2 separate regions of the Mus musculus genome follow, and region 1 is linked to region 2. Evidence: chromatin contacts called from public Hi-C data. All regions are on one chromosome and are shown on one strand. The core of a region is the stretch at or near the end of the contact, and the rest is flanking DNA. Distances in the headings are between cores, read along the strand shown. Region 1 has its middle 120 kb from the start of 1700071K01Rik. Region 2 overlaps Asic2 (acid-sensing (proton-gated) ion channel 2).

Region 1 (5,091 bases), core at 1,929-4,428, 500 kb after region 2:
TGTGTGCACGCACAGCTGTGATGTCAGTGAACAGCTGGCTGAGAAATGAATTTTCCTCTTTTCAATGACTTTGAATCATGCAAGAACTGCATTTGAGAGCTGGACGCCTGCTCACTGCTGGGCACTTGATTGTCTTTCTGTTTCCTGGGTAGCATGACCATGTCTTTTTTTTTTTTTTTTCTGAGTTGTTTGTGAAGACCAGCTCATCATGAGTTTTCTGTGGTTTTTATAAAGGGCCCCAGAAACTGTCACTTGAGGTGATTCTGAAAATGCTGCAGAATTCATTGGCCAAGGGGTGAGACACACCCCAGAACTAGCAAGCTGGGTTTGTAGTCATCTTTGACCTCTGAGTCATAGTGAAATGGTGACAGGAATCAGGGTGACTCCAAAATCAACTGCATTGAAGAGCAGAAGACTGGCCTTGTAAAGTGACAAGCTACATACAGATACTTGGTAAGTGTTGGCTCTAGTTTAATCTGCATATGGGGCTGGAAAGCCCACGGGGGAGGGTCAATGCAGTAAGGCAGAATGAACCCAGGACGTTTTGACTCAAGCTCTCTCTGTACCTCATCACATCTGTGTCCACAATCTCCATTATCCTCAGAATTGCCTGCTTCCTCACATAACCTCCTGGCTTCATCCACAGTGGGCTCTGTTCTCTTGCCCCAGACTGAGATTTCAAGGCCTCTCTAGGTGCTGTAGACACCTGTTGTTTCCATTTTTTTGGTTTTCCCTCTCCTGAGCTGGGGGTTGAATTTGGAACTTCCCACATGTTAGACAAGTATCCTACCTCCCAGCGGTGCCAGAAGCCCTGCACTTGCTAGTGCTGGTTGCCATTCTCAGTCTCACCCAGTCAAGTCCCTGTTCCTGGGCTCTGCCCCATCAGCAAGGTCCCACTTCACCTTGGATGCCAGGCATCTTGCTGAATGTTAGGTGCTTTTGCCTAAATAGTTTGTAAGACTTGTTTCCTGTGCCTCTGGATCCATGTGTGCACAGCGCTGGCTCTCTATCATATGCAGACAAGGGACACTGTGATCTGTGATTTCTTTAGATTTCAATGGCAGACTGGTCCTCACTGTTGCACTCGCCAGCCAGTCCCCTCTCAGCTTCAGATCAGCTCCTACAACAAACACACCAGGGGCACTGGGAATGGACAAGCCAGGTAGAAGCCTAAAATGACAGAAACTCAGAGAGGTTCACCTTCGTCTGTACTGAGTTAAAATACAATTTAAGGCCCCACTCCTGACAATGATCTTTTCTCCTGAGCACCCTGAAATTTACAAAGTTCACTGGACTTGGTATCGATCCCACTTGTTTCCACAACCACCTTGTACGGCAGACTTCACTGTGTCTAAGTGATAAGAAGATCAGAACTGGAGAAATTAAGTACCTTGCTGGAGGCCACACCTTTCTTTTAGAAAAGGTAAAACTGAGAGCCAGTGAGATGGCTCAGAGGGTAAAGGCAATCTGCCACCAAGTCTGATGACTTCGGTTTAATCCAAGAAATCCACTTGGTGGCAGGAGAGCATCAACTCCTCAACTCCCACAAGTTGTTCTCTGATCTAAACATACATACATGAGCGTGCGCGCGGACGCACGCACAAACACACACACACACACACACACATACACACACACACACACTAAATATCAAACCAGGTGGTAACTAAAAAACAGGTCTTTCTGACCTATAGTCAGTTCTCTTCTAGCTATGCCACAAAGGGGACATCAGCAGGTCATGGGGTCCAGAGAAAATGCAGAGAGGTTAGCCAGACTTAGGAGCCAGCAGAGGAGGGCCAAGGATGGGAGCCCTGACACAACCCAGGATCAGAGCTCACAGGGAAGGTGTCGGCATTTAGTCTAGGTTCCACCTCACAGTTACCTGACAACAGCCAGGTGTGCCAGACTCACAGTGAAAGGGGCTGCTTGCCTCTCCTCACTCCTCTGCACTTGCTCTGTCCTCTTGCTCCTGCTCTCCCTCTCCCCATTTCCCTCCCCCACCCTGTGCTCATGGCCAGCCTCTATTCCCCTCTCCCCCCCCCTCTCCCTCTCCCTCTCCCTCTCCCTCTCCCTCTCCCTCTCCCTCTCCTTCCCCCTCTCCCTCTCCCTCTACCTCTCCCTCTCCCTCTCCCTCTCCTTCCCCCTCTCCCTCTCCCTCTCCCTCCCCCTCTCCCTCCCCCTCCCCCTCCCCCTCTCCCTCCCCTTCCCCCTTCCCCTCTCCCTCCCCCTCCCCCTTCCCCTCTCCCTCCCCCTCCCCCTCTCCCTCCCCCTTCCCCTCTCCCTCCCCCTCCCCCTTCCCCTCTCCCTCTCCCTCCCCCTCTCCCTTCCCCTCCCCCTTCCCTCTTCCTCTCTGTCTCTCCCTCCTCTGTCTCCCCACCTTTCTCTGTCTCTACTCCCTCAATTCCCTTCCCCATGCCCTGAAGTCCTTCAGAGGGGAAAGGAATGCCTCAACATGGGCCTGCAGAGGCACCCCCTTCCTCCAAACCTGACTATACCTCCACCAAACATATTCCCTTTCTCTTATCTCTTTATGAAACACAAGACAGGGTCTGGCTTTAATTTGCTCTTTCAGTAGCACACAGCTACACAGCAGCCTTAGGAATCTTACCAGAGCTCACTAGTTTTCACTAGTTTGTTCTCTCTCTCTCTCTCTCTCTCTCTCTCTCTCTCTCTCTCTCTCTCTCTCTCTCTCTCCTTTCCTTCCACAGCTACCAGGAGGTGAGATCTCTCAGAGAGGAGAGTCTGAAACTCTGAAACTAACCAACCAGTTCGAAAGTTAAAAATCTTAATTTTCCAAGAGACTGGACAAGTTCTTTAGCATTGCCAAGCCTTCATTTCTTTCCCTGCAAAAAATAAATCAGAATAAGCACACCTACCTTGCAGGGTAGTTGTAAATATTATATTAAATAAGACTGTATTGTTATCAGTAACACTTGAGGAGTAATGGCCCATGGAGAGGCCTAACTATGTGGCTCTACAAGTCCAAGGGGCTCCCGTCGCAGGATGCACAAGTCTGGCTTGAGTTATGTCCCATCTTCTCTGAGATCAATTTATGTCCCAGGCCCTCTTGTGCTGCACGCTAAGCCGCCCCCCCCCCCAAACACACACACTGTTTATGTCTTCCCTCTGGCTCCAGACTCTGTAAGGCTCCCTGTTCAGCAGTTGCTTAGCCAAGCTGGGCCAATTAAACTGCATTCCTCTAATTGTTTTGGTGGCTTTTCTCTGAACTCACTCCAACTTGTCTACAAATAGGTTCTAAATTTAGACCCAAGCACCAAGTCTTGGAGCTCTGAGTTTCTCCCTACTTTGGCCAGCCGTGAGTCTGTTAGAATGCCTGTTTTTTATTTAGGGCTGGGGGGGAGGGGTACCTCTTCATCCCTCTCCTCTCCTGTCTTCCCCCAGTCATCAACCCAGAGGCATGAAATGTCCTGGTGACATAATTTATTTTGTTTGTGGAGTGCAGGTCTGGATTCAGTTAGGAAACAGTTTTTTTCTCACTTAAATTTCAGGGAATAGATGGTAGAGGATTAAAGAGAGGATTCGTTTACATGCACGGGTGCCTTTTAGTTTCTGGAAACTTCACAGAGAAAACAGTAATTCTGAAATAACACAGGAGGGGAGGAAAGCAGGTAGGGATGGGAGTATAGAGATTTGCTTTCATTTCTTTTTTTATGATCCATCCCCCCACCCCCACCCTAGTCTTTCCTTCCTAATTTGTATCCATTCAACCATGAGCCTCCATCATTGTTGTGTATGATATAAGAATTTCACAGGTCCCACCCCACCCCTGCAGTGTCTTCATCAGACAATTAGCACACTTCTAGACCCCACGAGGCAGGTGTTAAAGAGCTGTATAGTAACTCTCCCTCCAGGTTGATTTTCTTTCTCCCTTCTCCACTGCATCCCCCTTTCTCCTCTTTTTTTCCTCCTCCATATCAATGCGGAATACATGGTCACGAGCCATCCTTTGTGTGAGCAGATGGGTTAATGCTCTTGGAGGCCTTCGTAGATGGAGCTCATCCTCATGGAGTGCACAATTCCCTCTAGGGCCAACCCATTTGACAGACAAGGAAAGAGAGTTGAAAGGACCATAAACAAAGTCTATCTAAGGTCAGAGATGAGCTCTGGAAGCTTCCAACCTTAGTCTTGGACACAGCTGGGACCCTGCAGCTGGCTGCAGATAACGTAATTCTGACTGCACTGAAACTCGAAAGGCCAGCTAGACACAGCGGGGAGTTTAAAGGCAAGGTTGGCAAACAGATTCTGCTCTTTCCCATCAACCCAGCAAACACACTTGGTCCTTTGAAAACCACTTGGGACATGTTCCTTTGTTGTCCCCAATGTCCTCAAGAACATCTCGTGAGTCTTTAAAGGATGCTCATGGGGTAGCTCGGGGCAAGATGCATAGTGGCTGACTTGAAATGCCTTCACTGGTGGTCAGAGAGGTTTTGTCATTTACTGCATGGTCTAAGACCCTTTCTCAGAAGCCCCAAGCTACACTAGCTCACACATTTCAACCCCCAACAGGTGCCTGGAACCAAACCTGAGCATGTGGGATGATTCTCATACCCTGAACAGAGCACATGTCCCTGCTCTGTGGAATGGTCCCTCCCTTCTGTAGACAAGGCTTTGTCTTTTCCATGAAACTCAGGTGGGACAATGAGCATAAGCAAGTTTAACAGTCTAGAAAGTTCTATGTGAATAGAAATGACACCTTTGTGGCTATGGTTCCAGTAATCATGGGGACAAATGGCCCCGCCCCTGGCTGGAGCCAGAATCAGAAGTTATAGCTGTGCATTTCCTACCTCACATTGTGGGTAAGAAAAGCCTACGTGCAGAGAGAAGAGGGGACAGAAGTCCCACAAGACCACACAGAGGGTAACAGGTAACATTTAGAGCCTGGCCTCCTGGCACTGCCCAGTCATACACTGCTTGTAACCTTTGTTTTGCTTCCCTTGGTTTATCTCTTCCCCTTCTTCTTCCTCAAAACCCCAAATGCATGAAGTAATTTACAAACTGTCCTTATCCACAGCTTCTCCTTACTTCAGATGTATTTATTCCATGTCCTTCTGGCCTTGGGATTCTATAGTA
Region 2 (4,465 bases), core at 878-3,377:
GAAAGACATCAGGTCCAAAGGTGGCTGTGTGGGAATCATGGGAAAGGGTGAACTCACTTAGGGATACATCTAATACCCCCCCCAACTCAGTGTAGATATCTCAGAGTGCTCAATATATAAGGATGAACAAAGCATGAGTTGTTTATGAGGAGGCCCAAGGCTGAGAAGGCCAAGAGGTAGAAGGAAAACAAGAGTGCTCAGAAGCATCTCAGGAAGGAATGGCCGTCTATCAACATCCTCATGAGAACCAAGATGGGATAAAGACTGAGGAGTAGGGGCTAGAGAGATGGCTTAGGCACAAGGATCAGAGTTCAGAGTCTCCACACCCACGTAAGAAGCTACGCATTACGGCCCACGCTTGTAGTCCTAGTACTGGGAGGCAGAGACAGGAGCATCGTGTGGGCACACTGTCCTACCCACCCAGCCAATCAGTGAGCCTCAGGCTCAGTGAGAGACCCTGTCTCCAAAAATAAGGTGGACACTCACAGAGGAAGATATCCAACACTGACCTCTGACTGCCACACAAGAACACCACAACACCACACACACACACACACACACCCTACACATACATACACACACACACAGTGGTAGGTATCCTTATTAATGAAGATAGGGCTTAGTCAAAGATTTCATGGGCAACCTTGATGAAGAAACATGTCAGAGGAACACTGGGCTGGAAAAGGAGGGGAAAGAATCTACTCGAACAAGCAAGGCGATTTCTACAAGAAGAAAAGAAGTGGAAGCGACTGCAAGGCTGAGGCGGAGGCCCACGAAAAGTGATTTTAGCTATAACAAATGGGCATATTTTATATGACTTCTTGGGAGTCTTCCAACACAGCTGGACATGGTGCCTAGCTCGTTGTAGCTAATCAACAAATTCCTCGGGGAGATCGTGCTCACCCCTCCCGAATTCTTTGCTATTAACACCACCTTGAGAAAAACAAGCTCATATTTTATAGAAAAAAAAAGTCCAAAGCTTGGGGAGAATCCAGAGCTATTTCTTCTTTGGGGGATGCAAGGTAATAGTGATTAAGTAGCTAAGCTGGTAGATGCTTAATTGATTCTTATTTTTGGTCTACTTGTGGGAAACACTGTACCCTGAGGATGCACAGGGAGTAGCCACACACCAAGCAGCCTCTGTTTCTAGAACTTTCCCAGGGCTTCAGTGAGGTGGAACTGAATCCTGCCATCCTTATATGGCTCCAGCTTTGGTGGTTTGGAAGTCACTGAGGACATGTGTAATAAATTTTCTCTACTGCCTTGAAAAACAAGGAAGAAGAACAACAACTGGGCAAGCCTCCACTTCTAACGGGGACTGTGAAGCAGATACCAGGACTACGGGGCTGGCTGTCAGGTTGACAAATGAGCCTTCTCTTGTGAAAGGCACTTAGGAGGTTGAATCCAGAAGTTGGAGAAGAGCTGTCACAAGCCAGAGGTAGGCAGCTCCCACCCAGCAGCGGGGCCTTTCTGTTTGGAAGACGAGGAGAATGTTTCTTGTGAACCTCAAGGGATTTCCTTCCTTATGTTGGAAACACAGCTAAATACCAAAGCAAAGAGGAAGGGCGAAAGCCCTCTCCTAGGAAAACCTGACTGTCAGTCATACCAGCATTAGCGATGGCCTAAAGTTGTTGTCAAAGCACCTGCTCTTGAGGCTGGAGCTGGAGGCAGTTTGATAGCTTGGTACTTTGACGTTGGTTTACTCAGTACCTGGGTCTACATCCACTTCTACAATATAGATGCACTGCCTGCTGTAATGGTGGAGGCTCTGCGATATTGCAGGGGCTTATAGAGAGCTGGGATACCCAAGGGAGCATTTTCCAGGCTGGGGCATACCTTGGTTTAATTGGGTTTAAGGAAAAGGCAGCTTTAGAAACACAATCTTTGCTTTGGTATTTAGCCCAAGGACATGTTCTTTTGTGATTACCATATAAATAAATAATAAAATAAAATAAACAGAAAGCATGTGTGTAATTATGCGTGGGTGAGAGCAGGTTTACTGTAGGAGCAAGTTTCTCACTCAGTGCACTGGCTTATTCCAGTCATAAGAGCCTCTTAGGCTCCTATGCTAGAGTCAGTTGTTCCAGCATGAGTCATACTGACCTTCCAGGAATGGACTTTCTGTCCCATGCTGCCTTGTCACCTCTGGCCTACTGGCACACTTCCTTGGACTCTGTGTTGACACAACAGCATCTTGGCCTGAGAGCAACGTGGCCACCATATTCTAGCGTTGCGCCACAGATTGCGCATACTTGGTGATAGTTACACGATTATCATCAAGAAAGAGGATCACTTTCCATTGTCACGGGGGGAGATGCAATTAGTCCCCCAAACACACCCCATTCCAGGAATGACAACATGAGACAGAGAAGTGACTCATGCCATCCATGAGATCCCATATTTAAACACCAGAGTCACTCTGGTGGAACGGGAAATGTGCAGCTGTGGATGGGTCAACCACGGAGTAAACAAACAGCCACCTGTGGCTTCTAGGGGAGCAGCAATCAGGCCTGGTTTTGTTGGGACGTTACCTCTCCCCCCCTCTGTTGCCCCCCCTCCTGTAGCCTCTCAACAAATATTTGCTGAATAAATAAACAAAACAAAGCAGCGTTATAAAAGACACCAAAAGGCTGGTAAGGAAAATGAATCATTCATAATTGCCCCACTGTGGGTATTTTGGCTTATTTCCTTCAAGTCTTATTTCCTGTGAATGCGCTCTTTTCTATACATGTAAACATAATGTATTATTAGATTTAGCTCTGGGATGTGTTTTTGTATTCCTCTATTAATATGAATGAAATGATGAGATGAGACGATGTGGAAATGCATTGGAGACTGTAAAATGTTTAACAAATATCTTGTTATTAGTTATAATAAGCAGAGAAATACTGAAATGAATGCCACCAACCCCCCTTCAGCACAAACAGCCACTCTGTCCTTGGACACTGCAAATAGGTTTCTCTTCTTCATCCTGCTCACCACAGGGAGCCTCCCTGTCTCATCTTGTCAAGAGAAATACTGCCTTAGGATTCTCAGGAACCATCAGCTCCAACTTCCCACCCAGCCTAGAGTTTCCTTCCATGTCACGGATAGAGGGTGAGCAGGGGAGAAGTAGCCATGTTTGCCAGTCTGCTTGACAATGGCAGCCTCCACGAATACTCTCCTCTTCAGCCAGGGAGAGAGGAGTTATGATTCATGCCCTGAGGAGCGCTGTACACTTGCTCTGTACTCGGAGTAGGGTAGAACCCGGACGGCTGTTGTCACAGTTGTGGTGGGCATGTCTAGCAAACCACAAGATCAGGCTTGCTTTGAACAAGTCACAGCCATCCTCTTGAACACCCAAGAATTCCCTGACACATCTGTTGGTCTAACCCATGATATCTATTGGTCTATCCCATGACAGCTCAATAGCATCTAACCTATGCTTGGTTCTTTGAAGCTGCATGGGCTTGCTCCCACTACACAAAGTAATGCTGATGGAGCTCTCCTCGCAGACATTCCAGCTTCTTCACTGACTCTCCATCTGGGCCTGAACTAACACTGATAGTTTCTGACAGCTTATACCTAGATCCTTAGTGCAACTCTAGGCCCCCTTGAAAGGGTCACCCCGAAAAGGCTGTCAAAAGAATGAACCCTTCACCTTAACTACACCTGAGGATTGATGGAGGTGAGTCTCCCAGGCTCTTTGGAGAGGGGGAGAGGAACCCCACTTCCATAAGGAACAAGAGCACATCCTGATGGGTTTCACAAGGACCACACCCTCTCACATGGACCACACCCTGTCACAGCACACCCTCTCACATGGACCACACCCTCTCACACGAACCACATCCTCCTTGGGTATCTATAGTTTTCACTCCTCTGACTCGGCTCACATCCTTCCCATTACCTTCCCCCGTTATCCCTCTAAATCCCAGTGATCTCAGTACAAATCCAAGCTGACGGCCATTCACCCTGAACTCTTGGCTCTATTGTAGTAGAAAATTACTGATGAAAATGTGGCCTTCACTCTCTAGCTGGCTTTGCTCACTTTTGGCAGGATCCAGGAGCCCACTGAGCCTAAGAGCTCAGGCTTCAGGCTCGCTCAGGCTGTCTGTCTGTCTGCATACCTATACTGGTCAACCCAGATTCTCCCGTTTCGTGATTGTCACATCCTTAGCCTGAAACTTGGCCCTTGGCTGTCCACCTGAAGTCATTCTTTGCCCTCAGGAGTACTACTACTTACCTCAGTCTTTGGGGTCTGTAGAGACCAGGATAACCTCCCAGAACCCATGCCCCTGCCCCAAAGCCACCATCTCACTGCCACACGCTACCGTGGAGGCTGACCTTGGCCTTGATTAACTGACCAGGCGTATGCACAGAGCAGAGGATGCATCAAGTCTACAACATTAACGCTTCCTCAGGGACTTAAAAAATAAAGCTGGTTTATTAATGAGCCTAAAACTCGTTTTAAACCCAGAATGTC

What was found. A called contact is a pair of places that touch in the nucleus more often than the background predicts.
Region 1: a Hi-C map of uterus shows a contact between it and region 2, with 4 times the contacts expected there. The contact joins two enhancer-like sites. A contact is called at or near these places in 1 of 484 Hi-C or Micro-C datasets (uterus) and 1 of 115 datasets of contacts at active chromatin or transcription factors (large pre-B cells).

The regions. Positions count from the first base shown.
Region 1 is chr11:81,446,258-81,451,348 of GRCm38.p6, forward strand. It overlaps a transcript of Asic2 not described here. Among named protein-coding and RNA genes, the nearest start is that of 1700071K01Rik, 120 kb to the right of the region's middle. Within about 2 kb of position 3,179, at least 29 of the 459 cell types and tissues checked have an H3K27ac peak or open chromatin away from gene starts, as enhancers often do. A contact at or near this core is called in uterus, where this site is marked.
Region 2 is chr11:80,947,109-80,951,573 of GRCm38.p6, forward strand. The region is part of intron 3 of Asic2 (acid-sensing (proton-gated) ion channel 2); the gene reads right to left. Among named protein-coding and RNA genes, the nearest start is that of Gm51909, 51 kb to the left of the region's middle. Within about 2 kb of position 2,128, at least 22 of the 459 cell types and tissues checked have an H3K27ac peak or open chromatin away from gene starts, as enhancers often do. A contact at or near this core is called in uterus, where this site is marked.